Linked DNA regions of Mus musculus: region 1 is linked to region 2. A link is a contact called in public HiChIP or PLAC-seq data. All regions are on one chromosome and are shown on one strand. The core of a region is the stretch at or near the end of the contact, and the rest is flanking DNA. Distances in the headings are between cores, read along the strand shown. Region 1 overlaps Nckap5 (NCK-associated protein 5). Region 2 overlaps Lypd1 (Ly6/Plaur domain containing 1).

Evidence for each region. HiChIP or PLAC-seq counts read pairs in DNA pulled down with a chosen protein or histone mark.
Region 1: an H3K4me3 HiChIP or PLAC-seq map of embryonic basal ganglia shows a contact between it and region 2, with 4 times the contacts expected there. The contact joins two enhancer-like sites. A contact is called at or near these places in 2 of 484 Hi-C or Micro-C datasets (the G1E-ER4 cell line and nephron progenitors) and 1 of 115 datasets of contacts at active chromatin or transcription factors (embryonic basal ganglia).

The regions. Positions count from the first base shown.
Region 1 is chr1:126,387,360-126,394,784 of GRCm38.p6, reverse strand. The region is part of intron 4 of Nckap5 (NCK-associated protein 5); the gene reads left to right. Among named protein-coding and RNA genes, the nearest start is that of Gm35562, 350 kb to the right of the region's middle. Within about 2 kb of position 2,999, at least 6 of the 459 cell types and tissues checked have an H3K27ac peak or open chromatin away from gene starts, as enhancers often do. A contact at or near this core is called in embryonic basal ganglia, where this site is marked.
Region 2 is chr1:125,888,368-125,895,855 of GRCm38.p6, reverse strand. All of the region lies in intron 2 of Lypd1 (Ly6/Plaur domain containing 1), which reads left to right. Among named protein-coding and RNA genes, the nearest start is that of Lypd1, 20 kb to the left of the region's middle. Within about 2 kb of position 2,460, at least 3 of the 459 cell types and tissues checked have an H3K27ac peak or open chromatin away from gene starts, as enhancers often do. A contact at or near this core is called in embryonic basal ganglia, where this site is marked.

The sequences.
Region 1 (7,425 bases), core at 1,750-4,249, 500 kb before region 2:
TCCTCCTGCTCTCCTACTTATGTGCTTATAGCCTTAGGTGCTGTATAATCACAAGAGGAGGAAGGGGAGCAGGAGGGGGAAGAGGAGGAAGAAGAGGAGTGGATTAGAAACAGCACTTACTGCCCACTGTCTCATATTGTTCATCAATTCTGTGACTACTGGCTATTATTTAGGGAAAATGCTTAGAACCCAGCTGGACTTCATGCCCAGTTATCATTTGTACTGTTAGGAATAACCATGCTCCTTTCTCTTACTTTCATTCATGTCATATGCCCTATAATTGTTTTTCCAATTTCTCCATGAATAAAGGAGGCATGTTTTTGTAATTTTAATTAATTAATTAATTAATTAATTAATTAATGTCCTTTGACTGGTTCATACACATATAATGACTTTTGATCATTGTCATTTGCACCACTCTTTGTCATCTCTTTCCTTCTCTTGGTGAACCCCTTCTTCCAGACAAGCCCCCACAGGGTTTAATCACTGTTGTTTACATGCTGGACACAGCAGGGGCAACTTACTAGTGGCTCCACTACTGAAAAAAATGATACTCACACCCTGCAGCAGCCATTAATTGTCTGTATTCCATCCAGGAGGACTGGTCTCTTGGGCCCTTCCCCGTCCATGATGAAATGTTGACAGGCTCAGTCTTGAGCAGAGAAACACAGTTGCAACAGAGCTCATGAGTATTCAGAGCTCATGGCTATGCCATGTCCAGAAGGTATCTTTTACTCTGCATCTTCCCAGCATCCGACTCTTAAATTCTTTCTGCCACGTCTTCCGTGATGTTTCCTGAGACTTTAAGGGGTCCTAGAGCTGTTTCATTTAGAGCCAAGCACTCAGCAGGTGTTTATTCATAGCCCTTAGAACAATAATGAGTCTGTGCATCAGCTACTTCCCACAAGGTGTGTTTAAATGTTACTTTCCTGTTACTGTTCTCAGACAGGGTCTCCAGTAGCCGATGGACTCCCAGCTGCCTTAGGCCAGTGATAAATTTGAAGCTCTGGTCCTCCAGCTTCTACCTCTGGAGTGTTTGGGATTTCAGATATGTTTGCCTCCTCAAGCCCATCATAGATGGTGCTGGGGCTCAAAACTAGGGCCAGCAATCTACCTCCTGCACCATATCCTCAGCACTTAAATGTCTATATGCCTGCTTTGTCATCTATTGTATTGATGTTGGTAGTAACTATAGCATGGCTTCAGTGCTTTCAACCACAGTTTTAAGGAATAGATTCCTTCTGTATTAAACATAAAAATAAAGACAGAATCTCTCTGGCATAGCATTTATTTGTTAACAACTACTTGTAAAAGATGTTCAGTACAGGGAACTGTCTGTCATTAATGGGTCCTCTGCAATTCCCTCCGACCCCAGAGGAGAAGCCACTGTGTACGAGTGGCGCACCTGCCCCTTAATGTCAGCTAACAAACACAAATTGGAACGTTCTGCATTGTACGTGTTCGACTTAATCCTTTGGTAATGATTCCTGGGATTTCTAGGCTCTCTCAAACATGTTTGTTGAACAGTATATGAATTTTTCTACCTGTTAAAGGGAAGCAGTCCTATTTTATAACATGCAATGCCCAGAAAATAACTTAGCCTTATGATTTCCTGAAAGAGGTAAAATCTCCAAGACTAATTTTCAGGATCTTAATATAGTAACAATAAAAATGTTTAGCATTCATTTTTACTGTGTCTTATTCAGGCACAGATTTAGTTTTGAGCTCATATTTATGTATACACATATACATATAATAATTTATAAATGGAGGTGCAAAGTGAACATAAACATATCTTTAGCCTAGGTACAAGAGTCCCCTATTCTTTAGTAACCCCTTCCTCTTCTAGCCATCTGCAGAGAGTGACTTTAAGAGTGCGTTGACCCTTGTCCCTTGCTAGAGAGACCTGAGATGTGCCTGGTCACTCTAGAAAAATAAGCATCTTTTAGGGCCTCTTTTTTCCTTAACAATTCAAAGCAATCTTTCAGGATTTCTGTTTCCCTTTGACTATAAGTTCTATAGCAAGGTAAAGGCACTAATGTTGCCATGTGGTACAGCAACTCCTGCTGTGTTCAGACAGATCTGATAGAATGTTCCAGGAAAAAAAAAAAAAAAAAAACACTTGTGAATGAGAGAGAGCTAAGCATTCAACCAGGGTGGGAACTAGGGAAAATCTAGGAGTTTCAAAGCAGGCCCCTCTCAGCATGGGTCCTAACCCTTGCTTAAAGCACTCACAGTAGACTTGTAGCCATGTTGTGCAGTTCCTCAGTGAGCATGTGTCCAACCACACCGAAGCAGGTGTTCTATACGTGTTGACTCCAGTCCCTACTGGCATATTTTTTTATGAATCGTATTTATCATGTCTTCATTTGCTCACCACTGCTGTCACTGGGGACCAGTCCTGTGTCATGACATTATCCTTCATTTATATGATTGATCAAGGGCTAAATGTACTTTGAAAGGAGCCATTTAGGGAGTTGGGGAGACAGCACAGTAAGTAAATCGGATACTGTACAAGTATAAGGACCTCTGTGTAATCCTAGAACACACATTAAAAACCAACCAATCAACCAACCAAACGGGCAAACAAACAAACTGGCTTCAAATTGTAGCATCAGGGAGACAGAAACAAGAAGAATCCCAGGACTTTCTGGCCAACTAGCTTTGCCTAATTAAGGAGTTCCAGGCTAGTGAGAGACCTGGGTTTATGGAAGATACCCAAATTTGACCTCTGATTTCTGCAGGCCTATAGCAACATGTGTATATAAATGTGTACACATAAATGGTTGCCTAGGCGTTCTTGTAAGAAAACACATTTTCCTTTTTGATTGATGGATGCACTATGTTTATTCAGCTCATATATTAGTGTTTAATGATTTTTTTAAAAATAAACATGGTATTTCTATAACGCTTCCCTCCCAGATTAGCACACAGAAAGCTTTCAGTGTGTAATACCTTTCTTTACCTTCTCCTAAGGCTGATGATTCTGTGAAAGGAATCACTGAAGCACAGAACTGTAGCTGGCTCACGATTCCATGACGATCTTTTAACTCTTCTAAGCTGACCTTTCCAGGATGAAATGCGAATGTTTGCATTTCCCAACAACCATTAAGCAAACTGCCGGAAATCATGTTTTAAAAAATTGTGAATTTTCTCCTGTAATCTGTCTGCTCTCAAACTCTTGAAGCTGATCCTGTAAACACCAGGCCCGTTATTCTCAAAGCGTTGCTTGAAGAAACAGCTCTATGTAAAGAAGAGTCTCTGCCAGGCAATGGGAAGTGTGAAGGCCATCTGGAATGTTCTCCAGATGAATAGAAAGCATTTGTGGAAAATTAATATTAATTGCCAGGATCCTGCGAGCCACTTTGTGGCAGACTTAAATGCTTCAGCAGTAACTTGTACAGTCAGATGTTGACATTATAATTATTCTCTTATTTTAGAAGAGTGAATAATTACCATAGCAAACACTCTAATTTCCCATACACATAATTACACCCATTCACTGAGGAAAGACAGCAATATAAAGATTCCTAGTCTAAATAGGATTCTTTCCTCTCTCACTGATCTACAAAACGAAGGGGGCTGAACTGAATGAGTGGAAAAGGTACAATCTTAATAAATGCAATTGCAAATGCTCTGGAAGGCAAGCCCTAGCAGAAATTAAATTTATGACTTAATAATTAATGCATGAAAGGGGCTGAGCAGGTGAGACAAACAGCAACTTGGATTTGCGTTCTACATGCCACAGGAGAAAGTTATGGACATGGGACAAAACCAGCAGGGGAAACTGTATGAGGTTTTTAAGATCAAGATATCTGTATATTATTGTTAGCATCAGGATTAAGACTAAAAGTGGTCACTGACAGTCACCCTTAATAAGCACTTACTGCAGTTTTGGACCACTCAGCGCTTTGCTACTATGATGGGTAGGTTCTTACCAAGCATAAGACTAAGTCTCGTCCTCGTCTTAACCACGCAGTGATTTGGAGGAGGTGACACAGAGCTGTATATGGAATTCTTAGCAAGTGTTAGCGTGACATGTAGATTTTTTGTTTGTTTGTTTTGTTTTGTTTTTATTGGAGCTAAACAGTAAGAGTATGAGAGAAGATGACATAGATGTAAGGTTCAGGAAACATGGAGGGCACTGCAGGCAGAAAGACGGTACAAGTAGAAGGGATGGCGTATTATGGGATGCTATCTTTTAAGCAGGATTTGGCCTTTGAACTTTATGTCAAAGCAGTTGTGATTGTCTGCCCCAAGCCTTCATGAGTTCTACCCATCAATATTCTGTCATAGAAGAGGCAGGGGCTCTGAAAGTACCACCCTTCCATGAGGACCTGTAGGCCGTTAGTTAAAGATGTTAAATATGTCAGGAAAAAAGAGACATATTCTTCAACAGTGTCGCTTCTGGTACGTTTGCCATGGTCTTGTAAGTAGCTCCTTCCCATGCTGTCATAAGCAGCTCTAATGAAATTCAGCTGAATATGAAGCTAAAACGACATGAAAGCACAAGGGGACCTGTTGAGAAAATGCAGAGGAAAAGTGGGGAGGGAACATCAGAATATGATCAAAATGCCATGTGTGTGTATGTGTGTGTGAGGGGTTATGTGTGCATGCACGAATGTGTGTGAAAATCTCACAGTGAAGCTATTGTATATAATTATAAATATGCTAAGAGAAATAAAAAGCCTATCAGAATGTAGGGTACAGTGTAAATTAGGTGGGCGTGTTCTAAGAGAAGCATCAAGTTTGAGAAAAGAAGGCAGGTGTTAACCTTCATGGAAAATTTACCCATGGATTAGAAGATAGACGAGAAAGACCTCGGAATCCTGTGTAATAAGGCAGGAAGAGAAAGAGCATTTCCAAGTGTCACCCCAAATTAAGTCAGCGACAGAGTGTCTTAGTTTTTCATTGGTTCCTGTAGGTAGAGAGGCAAGAAAGGAACAGAGTAGTGGAGATGAAAGAAATCTATCCAAGACCATGGTAAAGATGGATCAGAGCAGAGCTCTGACAGTCCAGATTGCTTAGAGACTGGTGTGCCACCCTTTTATGTACAGGATATACAGTCTCAAAGCAAAGAGAGGGGAATTTAGGGATGTAGTCAAGTATGAAGGCACTTAATAAAATTGATTCCCAAGAATTCCTGAGGGGATAGAATAATTAATAGCTACTGTTAATTGTGATCAATTAAACATGACAATGGAGAAAGATCTGTGACTAAAGTAGAATGTATCACTGACTTTATCAAAGAGCCCATTGGCCAAGTAAATGATGCGTTCGATAAACTAAGTTGAGAAGTGAGCCTTTGGTCCAAAAAAAAAAAAAAAAAAAAAAAAAAAAAAAAAAAAAAAAATCCCAAGCAAAGAAAACGCTGTGAAAAATCTGTTCTGTGAAGACAGTGTTTCTGAATTAGGCAAACGACTATAGAAATCAGACTTACCACCCAGTTTGTCAACCAAAGTCTTAACTACCTCGATTATCCCCATCATCATCATCATCATCAGCAGCAGCAGCAGCAGCAGCAGCAGGTATTAAATCACATATGGTTTTCTGGAAGCTTGTTGAAATCAGAAAGTCAGTGAGGCGAAATCCTCACAGATTAGCCCTTTGCAGGACATGAACGCATTGCTCATGAGTGACATTCACAGCTAACACAAGCTCCCCTTGCTTTCTTAAAGGTTGTCTCTAGTTTCCAGAGTCCACACCAGGGATGGATTCCCTTGTCCCAGTATCAGTTGGACTTGGAGTTTCTCTTTAAAACCTACATAGAAATGGGAGCTGTGATCCCTCTGGGGTCTGCTTTGTCCCTCCCCTCCACAGTTAACTGATGTTAAACATCTACTTTTTAACTGCCTCATTTGCTCTCCATTGGCTAAGACAAACCATGCATCTCACCCCATGATCTGAAAATAGGAGTTCAGTCCCCTGAAATCCTTACTGTGGGAAACCCATGCCCTGACCAGCCCTGACCCTAACATGCATACACATCATCTTGTTGACATTGGTACCATTAATAATTACGTTTCTCCAGGTTGTGGCTGGTTTACATGGGTGAATATAAGGTAGGTGTTGGAGGAGAGCTTAGCCCTTTAGAGGTAAGTCCATACATAGGCTCACTCTTCAAGAATACAGTCTGTCATGGTTACAGGAGTGTGAGGTAGCTGGTCACATTGCCCCTGTAGTCAGGAAGGTGAGTTGAATGTTACTGCCCTGTGCACTTTCTCCTTTGTATCCAAGCCAGTACTAGAGCCCATGGAAAGGATTCCTCCACATTCAGGATGGATTTTCCCACCTGTATTAACTGAATCTAGAAATTCTTCAGTAGAAAAGTTCAGTTTGTCTCCTAGGTAATTCTAGGTCCTCTCACGTTAATGAACAACATGCCACCATTCTGCCAAAGCTGAACAAGAAGCCCATGGAAGAATCAAAGTGACAACTTGAATAGTTAGCTTCATGTCATCTTCACTGCATGAATTAATATGTGTAGTGTTCTGAGGTATGCATAACTCTCCACACATTTTTACTCTTTGTTTTCCCAGTTCTATGATGGCATCAAGACAAAATTTACCTGATTCTATGTTATGAATTAAGTCTCAACATTTGGTTCTTCATTCGGAATCCTAATTGATAAGTTCACTCTCCCCTGGATTCACTGAGACAGTCTCTCACTGAACCTGGAGCTTGTGTATCGGGCTAGTAAAACTAGCCATCTGGCTCTGACCTTCACACTTGGGGGACATGCACTTTATTCACTGAATTGTCTCCCAGCCTGGAGCTTTCTTTTACTGAAGAAAAGTTGGTCATGTTATATGGCTCACCTGTGGCTTCTCTTTCAGGATTCTACCTTGGCATAATGGACATTTTGAGATGCATCCGTTGCCCATCCGTCCTGTTTACCCTTGCAATTTCTGCCCACCCCAGCTCTACTCCCTGCCCTTATCTCTGTTATCTAAGTCACCCTTTGTTCCCCCCCCTCCCCACTTAAAAAAATCATCTTCTTTTTTTAGCTAGAATGGAAGCTTTGTCTTTCTCAGGTGATGTTATCAGCACTGCGGAGATATCCAGGACTCTTTTTATCTGAGCATCACAAAATCTGATTCTGATTCTTCTGTTACAGCCAACAGTTCGTGCTTTAAAAAAAAAAATCAATGCTGAAGTTCTTTATCTGCATCTCAGCCTCTAGAATGACCGAATCTTTCATAACTAATGGAGATATTGAATTCAGACAGTTTTATGTGGAAAAATACATCGCAATTTGTGTGAAAAGCAAAAATCGGGACAGCAATTAGATGCTGTAACTGTTGCTTAATTTAGATCCATTTGACATTGGTTTGCTAGAAACTGGTAGAGGGTTTTTAAATTAAAACTAGCCTTTTTATGAAAACATTTTTTTAGTTTAATTTTTACACTGATGTGTTTAACTTA
Region 2 (7,488 bases), core at 1,211-3,710:
GATGAGCCACATTCCCAGCCTTTAAATAAGAAAATATTCCCAGCTCCTCCCATTCATGACCCTTAGAAGCTGTAAGCATCAACTCTCTGTCTACTGCCTTCATCTTTTGAAAAATTCATACACAAGAGCAGAAACATTGGTGCACAATGCTTCCAGGGTTCCCTGGGAAGACGGCCCAAATGTTTTCTTTGCTTGCAGAAAAAACCACTGCTTTGCTTAAGTAGAATATTGAAATGCAATCAGAAAACCTTTATCTTGGTCATTTTCACACTCTGGAAAGAAAGCAATAGTTATCCTGACACGTGACATTTATCACAAGATTGACAGGACATGCCAAAGATCGCATTCGTAGAATTCTGTGAATAAAAGTTTAAGTAGGTGATGGTCCAGCAGTTAAAGCACCTGCCATATAAACATTAGGGTTTGGGTTAGAGTTTGGATCCCTAGAAACAACAAAATACGTTAGTGGGTGATTGTAGAGTTTCAGCTGCAGAAGGTGGAGGCAGGAGATGGATTCCCCACAGCAAGTTGGCTTGTAAGACTAGCCTTACTGCAGAGCTAGGGGTTTGACTAAGGACTTGTCACCATGAATAAGGGGAAAGAGTGGCAGGGAATGATTCCTGACATTAAACTTGGACCTCCACATGCACAGGCATACATGTGCTTGCAAGTGCGCGCGCGCACACACACACACACACACACACACACACACACACACACACACACACACCAAAAGTTGAACAAGAAAAAGGAAGTCAAGCTTGAAGTTTGACTATGAATTTATTTTCTGCAGAGAAAATTCCCAGTTCGTAGTGTCGAATAAGACGGCTTGCTGGAAGTACTTGAATCTTTTTGGCTAGTTCCACAGGGAGCCATTATCCCAAGGACTTTCTTCCTAAATTTTGGTGAACTCAGATGGCAAGAAACTGCTTAGGAACTTTGGGCCTCCTGACACTCTTTCTACTGTTTGAGAACAACAATCAGAAGGGTATCAGGGTTCAGAATGCAAAAGCACAAGTTATAAGTCACAGATGAATGCTGTGATAATAAATCACATGGGGGTGTGGAGACCACTCAGTGGATAAAGCACTTGTCTTGCAAGTGTGAGGATCCTAGTTCAGATCCTCAGAGTCCATGTAACGCCAAACTCCACAGCAAATCCTGTAATCCCAGTGTTCTAGTAGGCTGGGAGGTGGAGACAAGAGGCTACCCAGAAGCTCATGGGCCTGGTAGCCTGGCATTCATAGCAATGTACAACAGAAAACCCTGTCCCCAAAGGCTGGAAGATAAAGACTGATACCAAACCGTGTTCTCTAACCGTGTTCTCTATGTGGGTACACAGACACAGACAGACAGACACACACACACACACACACACACACACACAGACACACATACAGACACACACACACAAATTATACATGCATAATTATTTTAAAGTTACAAAGAAATCTACTTCCTTCTTTGACTCTTCCCTGACAAGCTAGAGAACAAAGATACTAGATACAAACTCCTGCACAGGAACTCCCACATACGCACACCTCCTCCATGGCCCTCTGCTTACTCAGAAGTTCCTATGGCACAAAGAAATCCAAATCAAAGGAAAAACTGAATGAAACTACCAAATGGCCTCACACATCATGGGGCTGGCTGCTTGTTGTCATCAGGACCTCAATGGAAATAGCACCAAAAATTAAACTCAACCTAAAATCATTCAAAGAAGGGAATATAGGACAGGAGAGACGGCTCAGCTGGTAAAGCACTCATCTTGAAACACAAGGAGCCCAGCCCAAATCTTCAGAACCTATACCCCAAAGCCAGGCATGGTGACCTGCAATCCCAACACCAGGGAGGCAGAAACAGGAAGAGTCCCAGAACTGATGAGGCAGTCTAGCCAAGTCAATGAGAGACCCTGTCTCAAAGAAGATAAAGGACACTCTTGAGACGACAGCCAAGATTCTCCTTTATCCTCTATAAACATGGACATCTATGTGTGTGAGTGCTTACACACACACACACACACACACACACACACACACACACATACACACACACACACACACACACACGTACATGAACACAGCACACAAGTATACACACGCACTAAATTTTATAAAAACATATCCCAACCCTCCTATAAGATGAACACATTCCAGTTACATTGGCTCACACCTGCTTTCTTGTTGCTGTTTTAATACTGATTTTTAGTGGCTTTTACAACTCCTTCATGTTACCCTAGTTCCACCTGGCTAGGCAGAGGCGGTCCAATACAATCACGATGAAGGGCAGGCAGAGTCCCCTTTCCTCAAACAGCTTGTTAGCATTCTCATTTGCTTGCCTTGACATCTGCAGCTCAGACGGAGGGGATTTCATTGACCTCTCAGTTATTCACAACCAGGGCAAAATAGAAGTGCTTAAGAGCTGGTATACAGAATTGTTCAAGAACAAACGCGTTTCCAGGCCCTTTCTCTTTATTCAGGATAACCAGAGCCCTCCTAGCAGTAAGGAGGCCTGAGCCTCAAGTGCAGACAGGCCTTTTGTCCCAGAGTTGTTCCTATTATGATGCAGAGGATGTCAAAAATCCTTACGCGGTGTTCTTTAAAGAGAAAAAAATAATACATGCTTGGGAATGGATCGAAGATCTTTGTTCTTGCTATCGCTTCCAAGGCGCAGCGAAAACACATATAGTTCATTCCAATTACCCGTCTGCATGCATTTTTCTTGAAGGAGCTGTTCCTGGCCCTGCATAGAATATTTATTGTGATATAATCATAACTATGGTGCTGTAAGTGTTGGTTATTTTTCAAGTAGAGAAAGATTAGTCTCACGCTCAGGCAGGCGGTCACAGGAGTGGCAGTTCACCACAGAAGCTGGACTTTAAATTAAATTGCAAAGAGAGTGAAGAGACACGGACTACCCAAGGACTCTGCTTAGACATTTCCCATCCCATTGTTGCTCCAGCAGAGAGAGCAGAGAGAGGCAAAAGCAGCCACTGTGAAAAGCTACTCTGTGTGTGTGTGTGTGTGCGTGTAGAAGCCATGACCTTGGGTCCCATTCCTCAGCTTCCAGCTACCTTGATTTCTGAGACAGAGGTGTCTTTCATGGACCCAGGTCGATTTTTCTAGTTTGGCTGTTCAGCAAGCCCCAGGAATCGGGTTGTTTTTGCCCTTTTCAGCCAGGAAATTTTAGACATGCAACACCAAACCCAGTTTTTTGGTTTTTTTTTTCCCCGTGGGTGCTGGGGAATTGAACTCAAGTCCTCAGGCTTACATGGCACTCTGCCTATTGAGCCATCTCCTCAGGCCAGGAGAATAGCTTTTAAAAGCACACTTATAGCATGTGGGTTGTAATGGAAGTGTGTCCCAGTCTTTCTGGGTGACCCAAAGTCCCATCTTTTGAGATAGGGGAATGAAAGGCTTTTCAGTCCCAATATAGAGGAATGACGTTCACAGGTCTAGCAAGAACAATGCTAAATGATCATGTTATGTGTATCTATGTCCATAGGCTACTTGGAATGGAAGATTAGTTTAATGTTTGAAAAACGCTTAAAGAATAGCGACTAGAAAGTCATTCCTGGGATGCTGTGTATACTAGGACGTTAGTGGAATCAAACCGACTCTTAAGAGTGCTTGGTTGTTGGCCTTCTCGCCCAAGTTCTGAAGGAATTAAGAATGTAAAGGAGGAACAGAATGGCTGGAACCAAAAACAGTCTGTAGTTTTAGAAGAAGTGGGATGGTAGGAATGGGTTGCTTTAGGGTAAGAATTAGATATACATTCAAATTAGCATCTTCCAATCAGCCAGTTTCCCCATCACAGACAGGGACAGACATGGGGAATATCTTGACAGAAGTACAACGTAAAGTGCATGTTTTCTGTAAGTGGCTGACTCCCAAGGGTGGAGGGGTGTGGGAAGAGCAGCAGCATGGGTCCAGTACACTCCTCCCGGACTTGTCAGTGTTCCATGTCTCTCCACCCCTGATGAAGAATAGAAAAGGTGGGAGGCTCAGATTTACAGACAGAGTTCCCTCCATCCCAAAGGAGCCTGGAGATGATGAGAAAGGATCCTTCAAGTAGTCTTCCAGGAGTACCACACATTCTAGGAGGGCCCAAGCTTTCCGAGGTCACAGCTTAGGAGTGTGACTGTCCGTATGCTCCCCCTCTGTCTGTCGGTCTGTCTGTCTCTGTTTATTTCTGTCTCCTTGTCTCCCTCTCCCTCTCCTTCTTCCCCATCCTCACCCCCCCCGCTCTCCCCCTTCCCCCTTATCATTAGTGTGAACAGTGTGCAAGGATGTTTGACATAGTGTCTCTCAACCACATGACAAAATACAATAAACATTTCATTTGGGAAAACTTGAAATTCAGAAACAGAATAAATAGAGCTGCATAAACAGAACAGTTTCTATGACCAAAGTCGGTTTGGCTAATGTCAGTCACTTGCATAACAGTAGTTCAATGACAGCCATGGGTGATATGGACTGAAAACTTGACAGGGTCTAGAACCATCTAGGGCAGGGTGGGTCTCAACCTTCCCAATGCTGCGACCCTTTCATATAGTTCCTCATGCTGTGGTGACCCCAACCGTAACATTATTTTCATTGTTACTTTGTAACTGTAATGTTGCTAATTTTGTGAATCATAATGTAAATATCTATTTTCTGATGGTCTTAGGCAACCCTTGTGAAAGGGTCATTTAACCCCCAAAAGGCCACTCCCCACAGGCTGAGAACCACTGCTCTCGGAGACAAGTGCACGTCTCTGAGAGAATTTTGAAGCTGAGCTCATTTAAGTGAGAAGACATACCCTAAATGTGAGTGACACCAGCCTGTGGGGTGTGGCCCTGATGTGAATAAAAAGGTAAAATCAGCACTCACCTCTCTGCTACCTGACTGTGCACCTAACACAAGCAGCTGCCCCACACCCCTGCTGCCTGGATCTCTCCACATGATGGACTGTGCTCTCAAACTGAGAGCGCAAATAAATCCTTCCTGAAGTGGCATTTGTCATACTTTGTCACATCAGTGAGAAAAATAAACGATATAATGATCAGAACTAAGACATCAGCATAGGTGATGCTATAAGGGACTAGTCAGTACTAGTTCCCACAGTACGGGAACTAGGTTTCTCACGGCGTCTGCATTGGTGCATCCACAGGAAGGGAACGGGCTTCTCGTGCAGGGCCTCCAGGCTCTCCTCTTTTTTCCATTCGAGGGACCCATGTTGCCTTTCCTTGCCACGTCTCCTTCCTCTTGTCTGACCTCTAACAACTCTCCATCCTCCCCTTGTCCTTACTGGTGGTCTTGAAGCTCTGAAGAAGTCATCAGGCTACTGTACACCACCCCATCCCCGGGTTGGCTTTGTCTCCTGCCCAATCATGACTCGCATGATGTTTTGCACTTTTGACAGGAATACTCAGGAGGAAAAGTTCCCTTCTGTTTCTCCTATCAAAGGGGGTGTGCTGTTAGTATGCCCTATTATTGGTCATGTTAACTTTGATGGCTTAATTCAAAGTACAGGCTGCTGGGGTTTCTGCCTTGTAAGGCTTCTGGGTTTCTATCTACAATTAGTAAATAATTGGAGGGAAGCATTTTTCTTTAGATTTATGTTTATGTGTGTCTGTGTGTGCATGTGCGCCTGCATGTAGGTGCCCTTAGAGGCCAGAAGAAGGCATCAGATCCCCTAGAGCAAGAGCTATAGAGGTTGTATGCTAACTAGGCTCTGTTCCTCTGCAAGGACGGCAAGTGAAAGTTCCCTTATCCACCTAGCCATATCTCTAGCTCCAACTCTGTTGGCCACTCTTCTCTCAGTTAACTATAGGTCATGGCTACTGGGTTGACAAACACTTCAATGTACCACTGAATGTATGCTGCATGCTTTCATGTATATTTCAAATTGTGGCTTTAATAAACTATATTATTCATGGAAATAAAGCTGAGGGAAAACTTTAGTCCAACTTTGTTGGTCTCTTAACCAAATCCACATGCTTGTGATGAGTTGGCAGTTTTCTCAGGATTAATGTGAAACATTTCTTCTTCTTTTTTTTCTCAACTCCCTTTTGAAGATGAAGGAGTAGAGGCTAGGAAGGGTGCACTGAACCTTCTACAAGCCCCAACACTTGCAGAGGGAACCTCATGAAAGACCCGGATCTTCTGGCTCCTAGTGTAGTATATCTGTGCCTCTAAACAGCGTTACAAGTTCTTTCTAGGTTATTTTCACTGATAAAAGCTGTTAAAAGGCTGGACATGTGATTCACTATAAGAGCACTTACTGTGCAGGCTTGAGGACCCAGACTCTAGCACCCACATACAAACACTGTGCCTTGCTGGGCACCTCTGACCAGCGCAAGGCACAGACGGGAGGATTACTCATCCCCAGCTGAGCAGAAAGGCACAAGGACAAGGGTCTGTAAGAAGCCCTGTCTCAAGAAAATAAGATGTAAATTAACAGAGCATAGCATACCCTGTCCTCCTTTGTCCCTTCTACATGTGTATGATTATGCATACACATCTTACACAGATGCACACACACACACACACACACACACACACACACACACATACACACACACACACACACACATGAACAAATTCAGTATATCATCAAAGCTTTCATCGCCTGCCTTATGAGCAATATGACTGCCCATTCACCTTCCCAGAAACAACAAGTGGATGGATGACCCTTGTGACAGGTCATGATATAATGTCTCACAGAAAGAGAACTGATACAACCAACATAATCTGGAAAGGTTTATTCTGGCTCACAGTTAAAGGTATACTCAGTCCATCATGACAGGAGAAGGAGTGGTGGCAGGAGTGGGAGGCAGCTGGTCACACAGCATCCACAGTCAGGAAGCAGAGGCAAAGTGGATGCTGGCGCTCAGCCCACTTTCTCCCGTCTATTCAGTCCAGGATCTAAGTCTACAGGATGAAGCTGCCCACTGTATCTTCCCACTTTAATTAACCTAATCTGGATAATCTTTCATTATCATGCCCAGAGGCTTGCCTCATAATCTCCATCCTAGATCTTGTCAAGTTGAAAATATTAACTATCATAGTGACATAATAATTGAACTTCTAGATTATCTCTTGAGTAGCATAGATTCATTTGAAAATTATGTCCCCTGGAAGAAAAGAAACCATTAATTCTCTTCTTCCCATTGTCAAGAATTGTATTTTTTTAAAGATTCAGAAAACAAAAAAAAATCATTTAAAAAATCATATCTGAGAAATTCTATTTTTAAGCTCAAGAGAAGGAGATAGTTACCACATCAACTTTCATGATGTACTTTAGTAGAGTCCCTTACTTCTTGGAAGAGAACACCTGAGCTGAGCACTCTGGATTTAGCATGGTTAAATGAGGATATTTGGTGTGGGGGTTGACTCCATTGTGGGTGTATGCAGGGAACCCTGGATTTTATCCCTAACTCCACAGAGACAGGGCATGGTGGTGAAAGCCTGCAATCCCAGATCTCAGGAGATAGAGGCTGGAAAA